Regions from separate parts of the Mus musculus genome. Here region 1 is linked to region 2. A link is a contact called in public Micro-C data. All regions are on one chromosome and are shown on one strand. The core of a region is the stretch at or near the end of the contact, and the rest is flanking DNA. Distances in the headings are between cores, read along the strand shown. Region 1 holds the start of Plxdc1 (plexin domain containing 1). Region 2 holds the start of Npepps (aminopeptidase puromycin sensitive).

Region 1 (6,661 bases), core at 3,902-6,401, 710 kb after region 2:
AGCATGTCTGCCCTTCCAGTTGGATGAGCAAGATGTCACCTCTTAGTCCGTGCCAGGAGTCAGTGCAGCTGGTTGGTCACATAGGCACAGGACCACATAGATGTCTGGGCACACAGCCTTGAAGCCTAATGGAAGCTACAGCCTAACAGATTTACATGGAGGGCATGCCTGGGCACCCCTGGGCACCCTTGGTGCTGATTCTGCCTCTCTGTTCCCATTCCATCCTTGGCCTCCAGAACAGAGACTAAACCATCACTCAGGGCTATACCATCTAAGGGCATGGTGTGACAGCAGTGGCTCCAGGAGACAAAGCCACTCTCAGTGGTCTTTCATCCTTTCTTTCATCCCCATGCCAATCAACCCCAGGAGATGGGCACTAGCATTAGATCTGTTTTATAAAACAAGGCTAACAACCCGCCTCTGGCTCACCCACTCATTCCATGGCAGGACTGGAACTAAGGCCGGCCGGCTTCAGTCTGGCAGAACCATAGAGCACAGTGCAGTATGGCCAAGCGTAGCAGCACTCCCTTAAACTCAGCACTCAGGAGGCAGAGGCAGGCAGAGCTCTGTGAGTTCAAGGCCAGCCTGGCCTACAGAGCTAGTTTTGGGTCAGCCAGGACTGTATATAGAGGAGTACAAGGATCATGCCCCCAGCCCCTGATCTGGCACAGCCCTGCTGCAGTGTGAGCAGGGCTGAGGAGGAACTGGGTTGCACCACCCGGGGCCTGACCCAACTCAAGCTAGCCATACTGCCTCCATATTGTTCTGACTGCTGATGCTCTCTCTGGGTATCCATTTCACCTTCCACCCGGTATGCCCTAGAGCCAGTTGCCCACACACTCGAGCTAGAGCAAGCCGCATGGAAGACCCATGTGATCCATCATTCTTGCATCCCTCTCACCGCACCCCTGCAGCTGATCTGAGAGCTCTTATGCCCATGTGATCCATCATTCCTGCGTCCCTCTCACCGCACCCCTGCAGCTGATCTGAGAGCTCTTATGCCCATGTGATCCATCATTCCTGCGTCCCTCTCACCGCACCCCTGCAGCTGATCTGAGAGCTCTTATGCCCATGTGGTCCATCATTCCTGCGTCCCTCTCACCACACCCCTGCAGCTGATCTGAGAGCTCTTATGCCCATGTGGTCCATCATTCCTGCGTCCCTCTCACCACACCCCTGCAGCTGATCTGAGAGCTCTTATGCCCATGTGGTCCATCATTCCTGCGTCCCTCTCACCACACCCCTGCAGCTGATCTGAGAGCTCTTATGCCCATGTGGTCCATCATTCCTGCGTCCCTCTCACCGCACCCCTGCAGCTGATCTGAGAGCTCTTATGCCCATGTGGTCCATCATTCCTGCGTCCCTCTCACCACACCCCTGGAGCTGATCCCAGGGCCCTTACGGCCAGGTTCTGCTTTCTCTTTCTCTCACATCCCTCCTGGCCCTCTAGGACCTAGGCCTGCCATTCAGCCACCATAGATTCACAAAGTCTTCTCAGCCAAGAACGCTGTGCTCCTAAGTAACCCGCTTCCCCGTGAGCTTCTCCTCATCCTTCAAATCTGACAAGATGCCGTTGCTTCAAAAAGTCTCCCTGACGCTTCTCTCCTCCTCACCCAGATGCCAAGGGCACCACCCAAGCCGGCCTCCTGGACTGTCATGTCCTTGGTCACCTCTGCATCTAGAATTCTGGGCACTGCAAGGACCAGTGTTCAGGAGGCACCCGTGAGTGGAGGGGGTGGGAGGCTGGCAGGAGGAGGGAGAAACTCAGCACCCAGCCTCTAGGACTGAGACCCTCCCTCGGGCACAGCCCTGCTGGAGACCATCGATGTTCTATCACAGCACTGACAGAAGACAGGTTTGCCACCAAGCTGGAGGCCCAACCTTGAACCAGAATGCCACAGTTTACAGACTCTGGAAGCCTCCGTCTCTGACAGACAAGATGAGGTGAGAACAGTTCTATCACTTGCTAGGTTGAATCTTCAGCAAACCATCTACACAAACCAGCCGGCAAGACCAACCTCCCAGGCAGCGCTCGGGGGAGTTGTAGCTCAGTTGGTAGAGTGCTCACCTCGCATGTCACCTAGCATGCCAGAAGCTCTGGGTTCAATTCTCCAGGGCTCTATTAACATGACATGATGGCGTTACGCCTGGAATCCCATTACCCAGTGCTGTCGGGTGGAGGCAGAAAGTCAGGGCCATCCTCAGTTACAAGTGAGTTCAAAGCCAGCCGGGGCTACATGACACTGTGCCTCCAAGTCCTGGTCTTTGCTTCATACAAGGTCACACAAGGTTGTCCCAGGCCTAACAAATCCCACCTCCTGATATAAAGCCCCTCCTGGTGAGACCCTGCCCTTCACCTTGGAGATTAAAAGGGTGCACAAGAAAAAGGGACACAAAGTAGCAGAAGGGGTGGGGTGGGGTGAGGTGGGGGATGGGGCTCTGCTTTCTGAGGATTACCCCAAGGGTTCAGTTTTGTTTAAACAGGGTCACCTGGCTGCTTTGTGTAGGAGGCTGGCCTTGAACTCACTATGTAGCCGAAGATGACCTTGAACATGAGATCCTTTTTCCTCCAAGTGGCCTTGCTCTCAGTGTGGCCCACCGTGCCCAGCTTTCCCACACACATTTATTAAGCAGATTTCCACACAAGGTGGGGGTGTGGGGGATGGGGGTGGGGGTGTGGAGGAGTTCTCAGTGACAGGAGGGCATGGTCCTGAGCACAAACACTCTGCATGTCTTCCCGTAGACACAGCCCAGTGAACCAGGACAGTATGGTGGTTGCCCAGGCCCTCCCAGCAGGGTAGATCTCTCTGAGGAGGGAAGCCTGCAGCTGACAGGAAGAGCAGCAATCCCAGAAACCATTGTGAGGAATCTGAATTTTAGTCAACAGTATATTAGTTTATTGGGAGGCCCCTGGTGGGCAAGGAGGAAACTGAAAGCAGATTAAGGTTGGTTGGGTTACAAAACATCTGTTTGGCCCTGACTCTAGAGACAAGCAACCTTGGCTCAGAACATAGGTGACTGCAGGGATTGCTTGTGAGTTTCCAAAATGGCTGCCTGAAAGATTCTCCCTTCTGTGTGTATCCTGGATGTCTTTGGTTTCTCTGGGACCAGACCATCAGTGACCCCTTCCTGGGCCTGGAGGCCATCTTCCTCTCTGCCTGACTACAGGCTGCTTCTGGGCTCTCCTCAGTAGACTCCTTCCTTCTTCAGGTCATCGATGCCTCCTGTGTCCCTTGTAAGGATGATGATGGGAACAAGACTGTAGGGATGGAGGAACACCAGCCCTGATGGGGACACCATTGCCCCAGGTGGAGCTAGGCCTCCTTGGGTCCCCCACTCCCACCCCCTCATTGACCTCAGGGGCTCTATCATACAGAGCAAGCAGCCAGTCTCCATGAAGGACCCCTCCCAGCCTTCCCCATTCCCCCACATCCTCAGATGGCCTCTACAAAACCTTACTACCAAACCCAGCCCAACCTGGGATGAGTCAACAATTGCCCTGACGGCTTTTTACAGCTTCCTAGGGTCTAACCTCAATCTCACTTGCTGCAGATGCCCGATGTCTTCCAGATGAATCTAAAAGCAGAGACGGCTAAGTAGTCTGTACTTACAAAAGTGACACTTGTCTCTGGGTCCCCTGATGTAGCCAGCTCCCTTCCTCAACCCTCTCCTCGGCCCAAATCCCTCATCAACCCAGCCATATCTGAGTTCAGGAAACACACCAGCCTAAGGCTGAAAAGGACTCGGGACTTAACCCACTCAGTCCCTTTCTAGTTACCATTTTAAGATAAATTATCAGTTGCCTGTACCTGTCCGAGAAGTAAAGAATATCTTAAGGGGGAAAAATAATCTTTCATAACTCCACCTTCAAGAGCCAAAGATTTAGTCAAGAACCTCTTTTTATACATCAAAAACTGAGCCCAGAGAAAGTAACTTGGGTAAGTAACTCGCCCAAGGTCACACAGCAAGTGAGACAACAGAACTAAAAGCTAAGTGCTCAGCTACCTTCTGTGGGAGCCACCATGGACACCGATGGGTCCACACTAGTCTCTGGACATGTGACTTCTCTGTCCTCTACCCCCGCAGTCACCACCAGCATCCTCCACTCATACCATCTCATCCCAACCCAGATTCATTTGGACTACCTACCTACCGTGACCATCAAAGTCAAGAACACAGTTAGGCACTATGCTGACACAACAGCAAGTGGGACACTCACTTCCCTTTTAAGGAGCTTGTGAAATCACCCTTATTCCCAGCCCCCACCTCCCCGAGAAAGCCTGGGTGCAGAAACTAAACCATATATATTTTTAAAAACGGCCTTTCTTGATAACGTGAGGGATTCAAAGTAGATCCCTGAAAGGACCTCAAGAGGAAGAAATGGCTTGAGAAACTGGTCTAGAGGAAAGAGGAGTGTGCAGAATGGAAGCTCCTCCTCCACCCTCACCCCCTTACCTCCATGCTCAGCCTGTGCAACTGAGAACCGAGCAGAACCTAGCAGGGGGGAGAAGGGAACCCTTGACCCTGGGAGATCGGGGAGCAGCTGGCTGCTTTTTCCTGGGGTCCCTGCCTCTCCACCAGTACGCAATAGGTAGGGGAAGCAAGTTAGACGGCCAGGCTGGTGCCAGGATGTCTCCCATCCTCCGGCGACTCCCACGCAGTCACAAGCCCAACTGGGACCCCACCTAGAGCAGCTGAGAGAGGCAGCAGGGAAGAGCATGGAAAAGAAAAGCAAACGCCTCTCTGAAATGATCGCCGGTCCCTGTGACTATTCTGGAGACCCCGGCCTGGGTCCCTCCACGTCCTTCCGACAGCAGTAGGAGGTGCGCACCCTCTGTGCGCACACAGAGAAAGTAGGGTCCTTGTCCCCTATCCCTGGCGTCCTGAGGACAGGACCCAGGTCCCGCTGGCGGGTCTGCACCTGCCCTGGCCGCGCGTCCTACCTGCGGGTGTTGCGGGACTGAGCGCGCGCGCGGCCCCGCGGAGTAGCAGCAACTGCAGCAACCAGAGCTGAGCTCGCATGGTGGGCGCGGACGACCTCCGGGTCTGCGCGGCGGCGGCGGCGGCTGCAGAGGGAGCAGCCCCGGGCTGGGCGAGCGGGGAGCGGGAGCGGAGCGGGCAGGGCGAGCGAAGCACGGCGCTGCGGCCTTGGGGAGCGCGGGCGGGAGAACCCAGAGGGCGGGGCGCAACGCTGGGGTCCCCGCCTCCCGGAGCTCCGCGCCGCACCCCACGGGACCCGGGACCGCGCCGGGACATCTCTGGTTACCGAGAGAACCCCGCTGCCCCAGAAACCTAAGTAAAAGGCCGAGGTGAAGGGCCCCAGGAAGCGCCCCTACTTGGGCCGTTGGCTCCCACCACCCATCCCAAGAGCATGCGACTTTCTGAGCTAGTCCTTGTACTTCTGTGGCTTCCTGGTGTTCTACATAAGTGCACACACAGACACGCACCAGGAATCTCCCGCAGTCGAACCGCGCCCCCCCCCCCCGCCCCCCAGCTTCTACCCCAGAAGAGGCACGAATTGCGTCTCCCCAGTTGACTGCTTCACAGCCCATCTCCAGCACCGACCCCACCCCATTCCATCCCACACCCACACCCCCCTCCCGTCCAGCAGACATGTAGGTGCTCGAGACTGGCACATTCCCACTTTGAAACAGCTCGGTGCCCCTTCCACAGAAAGGCCAGATCAGTCCAAGATAGACCCAGAGCCAGAAGTGGCGCCCACTGCCACCACACTTTACCGGACTCTGGGAATAGGGCACTTCCCCCCCACCCCACCCCCTTCAAGTATGGAATAAAAATACCCGCAATTTAGGAGATTTAATAGACGGCATGGAATCAGGTCAAGGCACGAAGGTGCCTGTGACCTACTTCATGGGAAGGAGAAGAACTGGGGCCTAGAGAGTGGAGAGGACTGAGGGGCCCCTGGCTTCCTCTGTGTAGGGGACCTGGAGAGTGCGGAAAGAAAGGGTGCAGAGACTGCTTCCTGGGACTTATCCCCAGAAGAAGGCTGCAGCTGGGGACAGAAGTAGAGTGTGGGCTTAAGTAGGTGAGTGGCCTGGCACTGAGGTCAAAAGAAGGACCAAGAAAGGAAATGAATCCCAGTGTCACTCTCCTCTGGGTCCAAAAACCTAGAGGTGGTCTCCCCAAGACCTCAATATAATATTATGTAATACTATGAGCCAAGGCAAGCCCCGCAACCAAAGGGACTTTTGTTAGTTTTCCAGGTAAGGACTAACGCCGTCGACCAGGTTGGTTTCGAACTCACGATCACTCTTCAGTTTATTGAAGGGATTACAGAGGTGAGCCCACCAAACCTAGCCAGCCATTGACTTTCTAATTCCTTGCCTGAATTCTCCCAGGACAGCCTCTGGGGTATCGAAGAAACCGTCCCTTCCAGATGTGGCCTCCTACCGCCACCCAGTGGACCCGTGATGAGCCACGGGGCTGCCGTTTAGCTGATCTCTTGAAGAGTTAAGAGACTGCCCGCGCAGGCGCCGCGAAGGGCCTCTATAGTGTTCCAAGATGGACCTCCAGCCTCAATTCTGGTGTCGTCGTGCGCGGTCAGTCTCGGTGCCCGTTCTCCATAAAGTCTTGTATTGGGGCTCAGGCAAAAGCAACAACTTGGAAATATTAGAAGCAAATGGCGTGGACAAGTTTCTAA
Region 2 (6,776 bases), core at 3,265-5,764:
TCCCTGCACAGCCTAATGCACAGCATGAACTCCACCACCCAGCTGCCGTTTGCTTCCTTTTGCTCTTGCTTTCTCTTTATCTTTCTTTTGTGTGTCAGTCTGTCTGTCTGTCTCTGCATTTTAAGACAACATCTCACTATGCAGTCCTGGCTGATTTGGAACTGGCCTTGAACTTGTGGTAATTAATCCTCCTGCCCTCTAAGGGCTAAAGTTACAAGCATAAGCCACCAGGCCCAGTTTAGTGCCTTATATTTATTTTATACATACATTTTTAAAAAGCTGAACATAAAAAATGTGAGTAAATTCCTTATTACATCTTCTAAACTTTATTTATTTGCTAGGCATTGAACACAGGTCCATGAAACACACATTCTTACCTTTAAGCTACACCCTTAACATCTCAAATTTAAGACCAATTAACTAGCTAACATAATGCTATCTATAGCATATTATGAATTTTGCTGGGTTTTTTAAAGTAATTAAAAACTGTCAATCTTAATCCCAGCACTTGGGAGGCAGAGGCAGGCAGATTTCTGAGTTCGAGGCCAGCCTGGTCTACAAAGTGAGTTCCAGGACAGCCAGGGCTATACAGAGAAACCCTGTCTCGAAAAAACAAAAAGAAAGAAAGAAAAGAAACTGTCAATCATGATTACTGAGAAAATATGAAAATATGGACATAAATTTTCTTAACACAGGATTTAAAAAAAAAAAAAAAAAAAACAACCAATCACTTAGATGACAAACTTTCAGCTGCCAAACCCTCGGTTTCTGTTACTCTCCTTTACTGGAGATGGAGTCAGCTGCAACATGGACTATTTTGTTGCTAGAGCCCAGAAACAGGCTAGTATAACCTGATTTCTCTGAGACAGCGGGTTTCCACAGTAGTGTCCTACTCCTGTTCTAGCTACTCAAGCAGAGGCTGCAGTCACACTCACGTAAGCCTGGAACCCAATTTAATTCATCATCAATAATGGCAGATCCGATTTTGAAATCTCTCAAGCGTCTACTGATCCAAAACATCAAATATAAAAGTGAAAATGAAATGAATTATAAGCCTACAAATCTCTCCAGGCCCCTGAGACATGTTCAGAGCCTGTTGAAACTGAGCACAGCGGCTCATGCTTACAATCCTAGCACTCCAATGGCAGGAGGAATGATAAGCCTTTGAAGGTGGCCAGGAATACGCAGCTCAATTCCAAGGCAGCCACGGAGTATAAGACCCCATTTCAAAACCCTGCTAAATTAGAATAGCCATCTATGAGTTGGGCGATGGTTGCTCAGGCCTTTAATCACAGCACTCAGTAGACAAGACAGGTGGCTCTCTGAGTTCAAGGTCAGCCTGATCTAGTGAGTGAGTGCCAGGGCAGGCAGGGCTACCTAGAAAAGCCCTGTCTCAGAAAAACAAAAACAAATAAAAAAAGAAAAGAAAATTCATCTATGTAAAAAGACAATTTTTACATTCACCTTTCAGAAGTCCGACACCTGAGGCCAGGTTAAAAATCCACCAAGTCTCTAATATATAACGTGTACAAATACTCTGCATTCAATTTTGCAACTAAAACAACTAAGGCAACCATGAAAAATGGTTCAATATTCCATGTAGTATGATACGAACTGCTAAGAAAGTTACCTAATGTCATTAACCAATCTAAAATTTACAATGTTTTTAATTTCCACAATGATACCACCTAATGCTACTATTCCAACATACAGCGTCAAGGATCTAGTTGCTTTAACTACTGTGAATTCTTTTATACTTCAAAAGGGACAACTAAAAAGTCTAATTATCCCTTAATCAACTTGTTAAATTTGCTATTACCCCATCTTTATGTTGCCACCTAGCCTGAAAAGACTCTCTGGGAGGAAAAAAAAATTTTTTTTGTTTTGTGTTTTTCTTTTTTGAAGATCAGAAAGGTGGCTCAGTGGGTAAAGGCATTTGCTGCCAAGACTATTGAGTTAAGCTCAATCCCGGGGCCGACATGATGGAAACACAGAACCTACTCTGAAAACCTGTCCAGTGACCTCTATGGACATGCATGCCTCGGCACTCGTGTATGCACACCCACACACACCTATGCACTCACAGTAGGACACAAAATTAAAGACGGGAATGCCTTGTTCCTTCTTTGTAAAGTCTATTCTATCAAAAAGATCCAGTTACTTCCTTGGATCAGATTCACAAATCAGCCAGACATGATGGTGTGTGTCAAGAATCTAAGCTGCTCTGGAGGTTGAGGCAAGAGACAGTGAGTTCAAGGACACTAAGTCCCGCTGCTAGGTAACATACAACCTTGTGCTTCCGCAAAGGCAGAAACCAATCTTCCACATATTATCATCTCCTTTTGTTTGTTTTGTTTTGTTTTTCAAAACAGATTTTTCTGTGTAGGTAGCTCTGGCTGACCTGGAACTCACTCTATAGTCCAGGCTGGCCTGGAACTCAGAAATCCACCTGCCTCTGCCTCCCAAGTGCTGGGAATAAAGATGTGCCCTCCAACTTGTTTCCAGCTCTTCAGAGAAGTAGGAAGAGGTAAACGTGATTACTATGGAAACTAAGCAGCCTGAGTTAGAACCCGAGATCCCATAGTGAAAGGGTAAGAGACAGAGAGTATACATACCATAGCTCCCACGCACCCCCACCCACTCACACACAAACACACTTTTAGAGGGGGGGCGGGGCGGGGGAACATGTTGCTGCTTGTTGTTCTAACATGTCCATAAACCTCAATAACCTGTAAGCAAATCTGTACTGCTTTTTCCTCAATGTCTTCACTCAGTGCGCACACCTTCCAGATTTATTAACTCGGGCCAGCTTCCTTAAAGTTAGTGTTTTCTCATAATTCAAACTCATCCCAAGTGTAGGCCCTTTCTCCAAAGGTCACAAGGCACTCTGCTGTGGACAGTGATGCTGCCAGCATCTAAGGCTGGCAAAGCCAATGTTCCAAATCTAAAAGCATACTTTTAAGTTCTGTACTTTTACACAGATTTTCAAACTCGAGTATCATACTTTCTCGGCTTTCAAATCACTCAAATTCTAGTCTACGTTTCTCTCATTTCATTGCAACACACACCCTCCCTCATCTTTTTGGTTGAGGCCTACTGGCCTGGCTTCCTCCACCACTCGTGTTCCCCAACCCCTAGCTGGGGTAGGAAAAGAAACGGAACCAATTCTATTTCCACCACTCCTGTCACAGATAGCTATCAAACAGCTCCCAATTTTCATTTCCGATCTCACGTAACACATCATACCCATGGTTATTTATCGTAACCGTTTGAGACCTCTGTGAGCCATCTATATGGATGGTCTCCGAAATCAAACAATACTGCCAGATAATGCTTCGGGGAGGAGGGAGGAGCGTATGATTCACCAAAAAAACTGCAAAGAAGAGTAATGGAATATTTTCACCAGTGGCAGGCTAAGACTGAGAGCTTTCTTTCAGAAGAGGGGACTGCTAAGCAACCGCCACTGAAGCAATAAATCCACCAGCTTCACAGGTTGCGAGAGCAAGGCGGATAGGAGAAGAGGAGCTAGGGTCCTCCGCGGCTTCTCTGGAGGTTAGGGGAGAACAAAGTCACTGCTGCACTGTCATTTGAGGGGAAGGGGGAGGGGGCGGATCATCCTGGAAACCCGGCCCCTGGGCAGGATCAGGCCGGGAGAACTCGGTGAGGCTGCCTGGGATTAACATTCTCGCTCCACTCCCCCCTGCCCCCAACCTTCTAGACTCGCCCCTCCTCGCTCTCAAGTGCCTGATGACCGCCCCTTCCAACCTATCCCCGGCGGAGTAAAGGGACGACCAGGAAAGAACGCAGTCCGCAGGGGTGCCACCGAGCAGGCAGTCCTAGCCCCTTCTAGTTCCCCAGCCCCCACCCAGCCTCTCCCGGAGCTCGGGGCCCGGAAGGCGGGGACCAGGGGCGCTGCACACAGGTGTGCTGGCCCCCCGAGGGGCGCACCGCCCGCAGACTCCCGCAGCGCGGTCCCCGCCCGGCCGGCCGGCTCGAGGGGCGCGCCGCACCCGCCTCCCGCTCGGTCCCGCGGCCCACGCGCCCAACCCGCCCCGGCCTCCAACCCAGCCCGCGGGCGCGGCCTAACTGCTCGCCCGCCCGCCCGCTGCTCGCCCCCCGGCGCCCGAGGGTCGCAGTACCTGGGCGGCGGCCTCCAGCTTGCCCTCGAAGGTGAAGTCCAGCAAATCGGGCTTGAGGCAGAGGCTGTAGTTGATGGGCGACACCTCGGCGGGCAGCCGCTCGAAGGGCCGCTTCTCCGGCATCGCGGCGAGGCCCAGGCTGTGGAGGCGGCGGCGGCGGCGAGAGGAGCGGCTGAGGAGGAGAAGGAGGGGAGGAGGCGGAGGGCCGAGGAGGAGCAGGCGGCGAGCGAGGGAGGGGACGGCGGCTGCCAGCCACATTCACCGGGCGCGGGCGACCGCCTGCCGAGAGCCGCCGGGGAGGCTGGGGCGGGGGACAGACCCAGCGGGTGCCTGGGCCGGGCGGGCGGGCGGGCGGCGGTGCGGGCGGGCTGCCTACGGGGAAGGGGGCGGAGGGGAGGGCAGGGGAGGAGGGCGGGGAGGGAGGCGGCGGCGGCTGCGTGCGCGACCCCGCGGGGCGGGCGCGACCCCGCTGAGGGCGCGCGCCGAGGGCGGGGCGGGGCGGCGAGGCCGCGGTCGGCGAACGGGGAAGGCGAGAGGAGGCGCTTGGCGCTGCACCTGTCGTCGGCCGGTGGCAGGAAAGAGCCACGAAGGGCATGGAGGAGCTCTGTGGAAAATGGAAGCCTACGCAGCGGTCAAGTCAGCGCGGGGGGGTAGGGGACGCGTGGAAAGAGCCATTCCACCTCAGCGGTGTGAGCCCGACCTGAGGCTTTTTTTTTTCCCTAGGAAATAGCCAGTTGAAGGGATGATCTGAAAACAGTTTTCCGAGGAAACACTTAGTTATTCAAGGTCGCTCCAACCAGTGAAATCTAGACCTTTTAGGAGAGTGGTTTCAAAGACTAGAAATACAGGATCCCACGATTTCATATTTAAAACAAGATGCTTCATTGCTGGGCACGGAGGCTGAGGCAGGACGATCATCATGGGCCAGCCTGGACTACAGAGTGAGTTCCAGAATGGTCTGGGCACACAGTAAGATTTTGATTAAGAAAACACAGATGATAATAATGATCAACTGTCTGTTTCCGGATTTTTCCCTTCCTGTGGTGCTAGGCTTTGAACTCAAAGCCTCTACACAGGCTGGGCAAGCGCCATGCCACTGAGCCACACCCCCACGCCCCTTGTTTTTGTTTCTGCTTTTTTAACTGAAAAGACCCTTTACCAGTTGTGACTTCTGTAAAAGTATCCTAACTGTGGCTCCCTCCATTCTGTAGTTATCTCTAAGACCTATGTTTAAATCAAGGCAAAAATATTCCTAAAAGCGTATTTCTTTTATAGAAACTTGTAAGGTAGAGTCAAAACTAAACAAGCACTGTCCTACAGACATGACACTGTGAGCCACTAGATAGAATTAAAACAACAGAAGTTATTGCACCTCATCTCCCTAGCCCAATATATTCAGATTATAATTTCATCATGTAATGCATTTTAAAGATGCTAATGAGGTGCCTGGCAGTGGTGGTACTGGCTTCTGGAGGCAGAGGCAGGCAGATCTCTCTGAGTTTGAGGCCAGCCTTCACTACAGAGTGAGTTCTAGGACAGCCAGGGCAACACATGGCTAATGCCTACTGTATTGGGCAGCACAGTTGTGGATCCTCAACCTGCCCTGCTTTCCTCCAAAAATCCTACGTGCTTTTTAGAAACACAGATGCAATTCTTAAAGAGACGGGCCTTTAATATGTCTGGAATACTTGCTAACACTTTACACGTTCATTTTATCTCTCAGACGCTCTGTGAGGTGGACCCCCAACCTGTTTTATATATGCAAAAACAGGCACATAGAAAGATCATGACTTGCTCTAGACCTGTGTACAGCTAATAATTGGTGGAGCTGGAATTGAGACCCAGTTGTTTCTGGTTTTCTCCTTGAGAACATTATAAACAGCTTCCTTCATAATTCTGCCAGTTTGGTTTATTCTAATCCAACTGTGTATGATCTCCTCAAAATGTTTGCATTTAAAAAAAAAAAAAAAAACAAAAGGCTTCCTCCTGTCAAAGCAAAATTGATTTATAACCATCTAAGGCTGCCTATGAGCTGTTTACCCTTTAACATCAATTCTACAGTCTAACTCGATTACTGTCTAGCCCTCACAGATTGCTAATTTGCTCAGGAATGAGTGTTTCAGTGGCCTGCTCATCCGTTTTTGTGAAATGTGCGCCCCTCCCTTCCCTCACCTTGCCAGGAAGAGTTCCATTGCAGAACTCCACCCTGCTCTAGCCCTTTCCGATTAGCTCCGGAACTCTGCCGATTCATGTGGACTTGGTCTTATGTTTTGCAATTGAATATTAGGTTTGTAGATCTTTGTAGGATGAGCTAGCAAGAGCTGGCTTGCTTTTTTTTTTATTTTGTTTTTAATGTTTTTTTTTTTTTTTCCTCTTGGACAGGGTTTCACTCTATAGCCTATGCTGGCCTCAAAATCACTATATAGAGCAGCCTGGCACGGAGCCTTTCAGCAGTTTTCCTGCCTCAGCCTTACAGGCAGCAGCAGCAGCCCCACCACCAGTTGGTTTGTTTCCCTATTTTATTTTCCATTTCTCCTCCTCTACTTTTCTATCTTTCTTTCTTTTTCAAAAACAGGGTCTCACTATATAGCCCTGGCTAGCATGAAATTAACTATGAAAACTGGTTGGCACTTAACT

The links. Hi-C and Micro-C count contacts between places; a contact is called where the count stands out from the background.
Region 1: a Micro-C map of embryonic stem cells shows a contact between it and region 2, with 6 times the contacts expected there. The contact joins the promoter of Plxdc1 here to the promoter of Npepps in region 2. A contact is called at or near these places in 1 of 484 Hi-C or Micro-C datasets (embryonic stem cells) and 1 of 115 datasets of contacts at active chromatin or transcription factors (bone marrow-derived dendritic cells).

Annotation. Positions count from the first base shown.
Region 1 is chr11:97,981,295-97,987,955 of GRCm38.p6, forward strand. It overlaps Plxdc1 (plexin domain containing 1), which reads right to left and starts at 5,152. Exons shown (of 14, transcript NM_028199.3): 1 at 4,944-5,152. The coding sequence starts at 5,022.
Region 2 is chr11:97,276,062-97,282,837 of GRCm38.p6, forward strand. It overlaps Npepps (aminopeptidase puromycin sensitive), which reads right to left and starts at 4,515. Exons shown (of 23, transcript NM_008942.3): 1 at 4,140-4,515. The coding sequence starts at 4,397. Gm11592 (a long non-coding RNA gene) reads left to right here and starts at 4,633. Exons shown (of 3, transcript XR_001780313.2): 1 at 4,633-5,080; 2 at 6,522-6,643.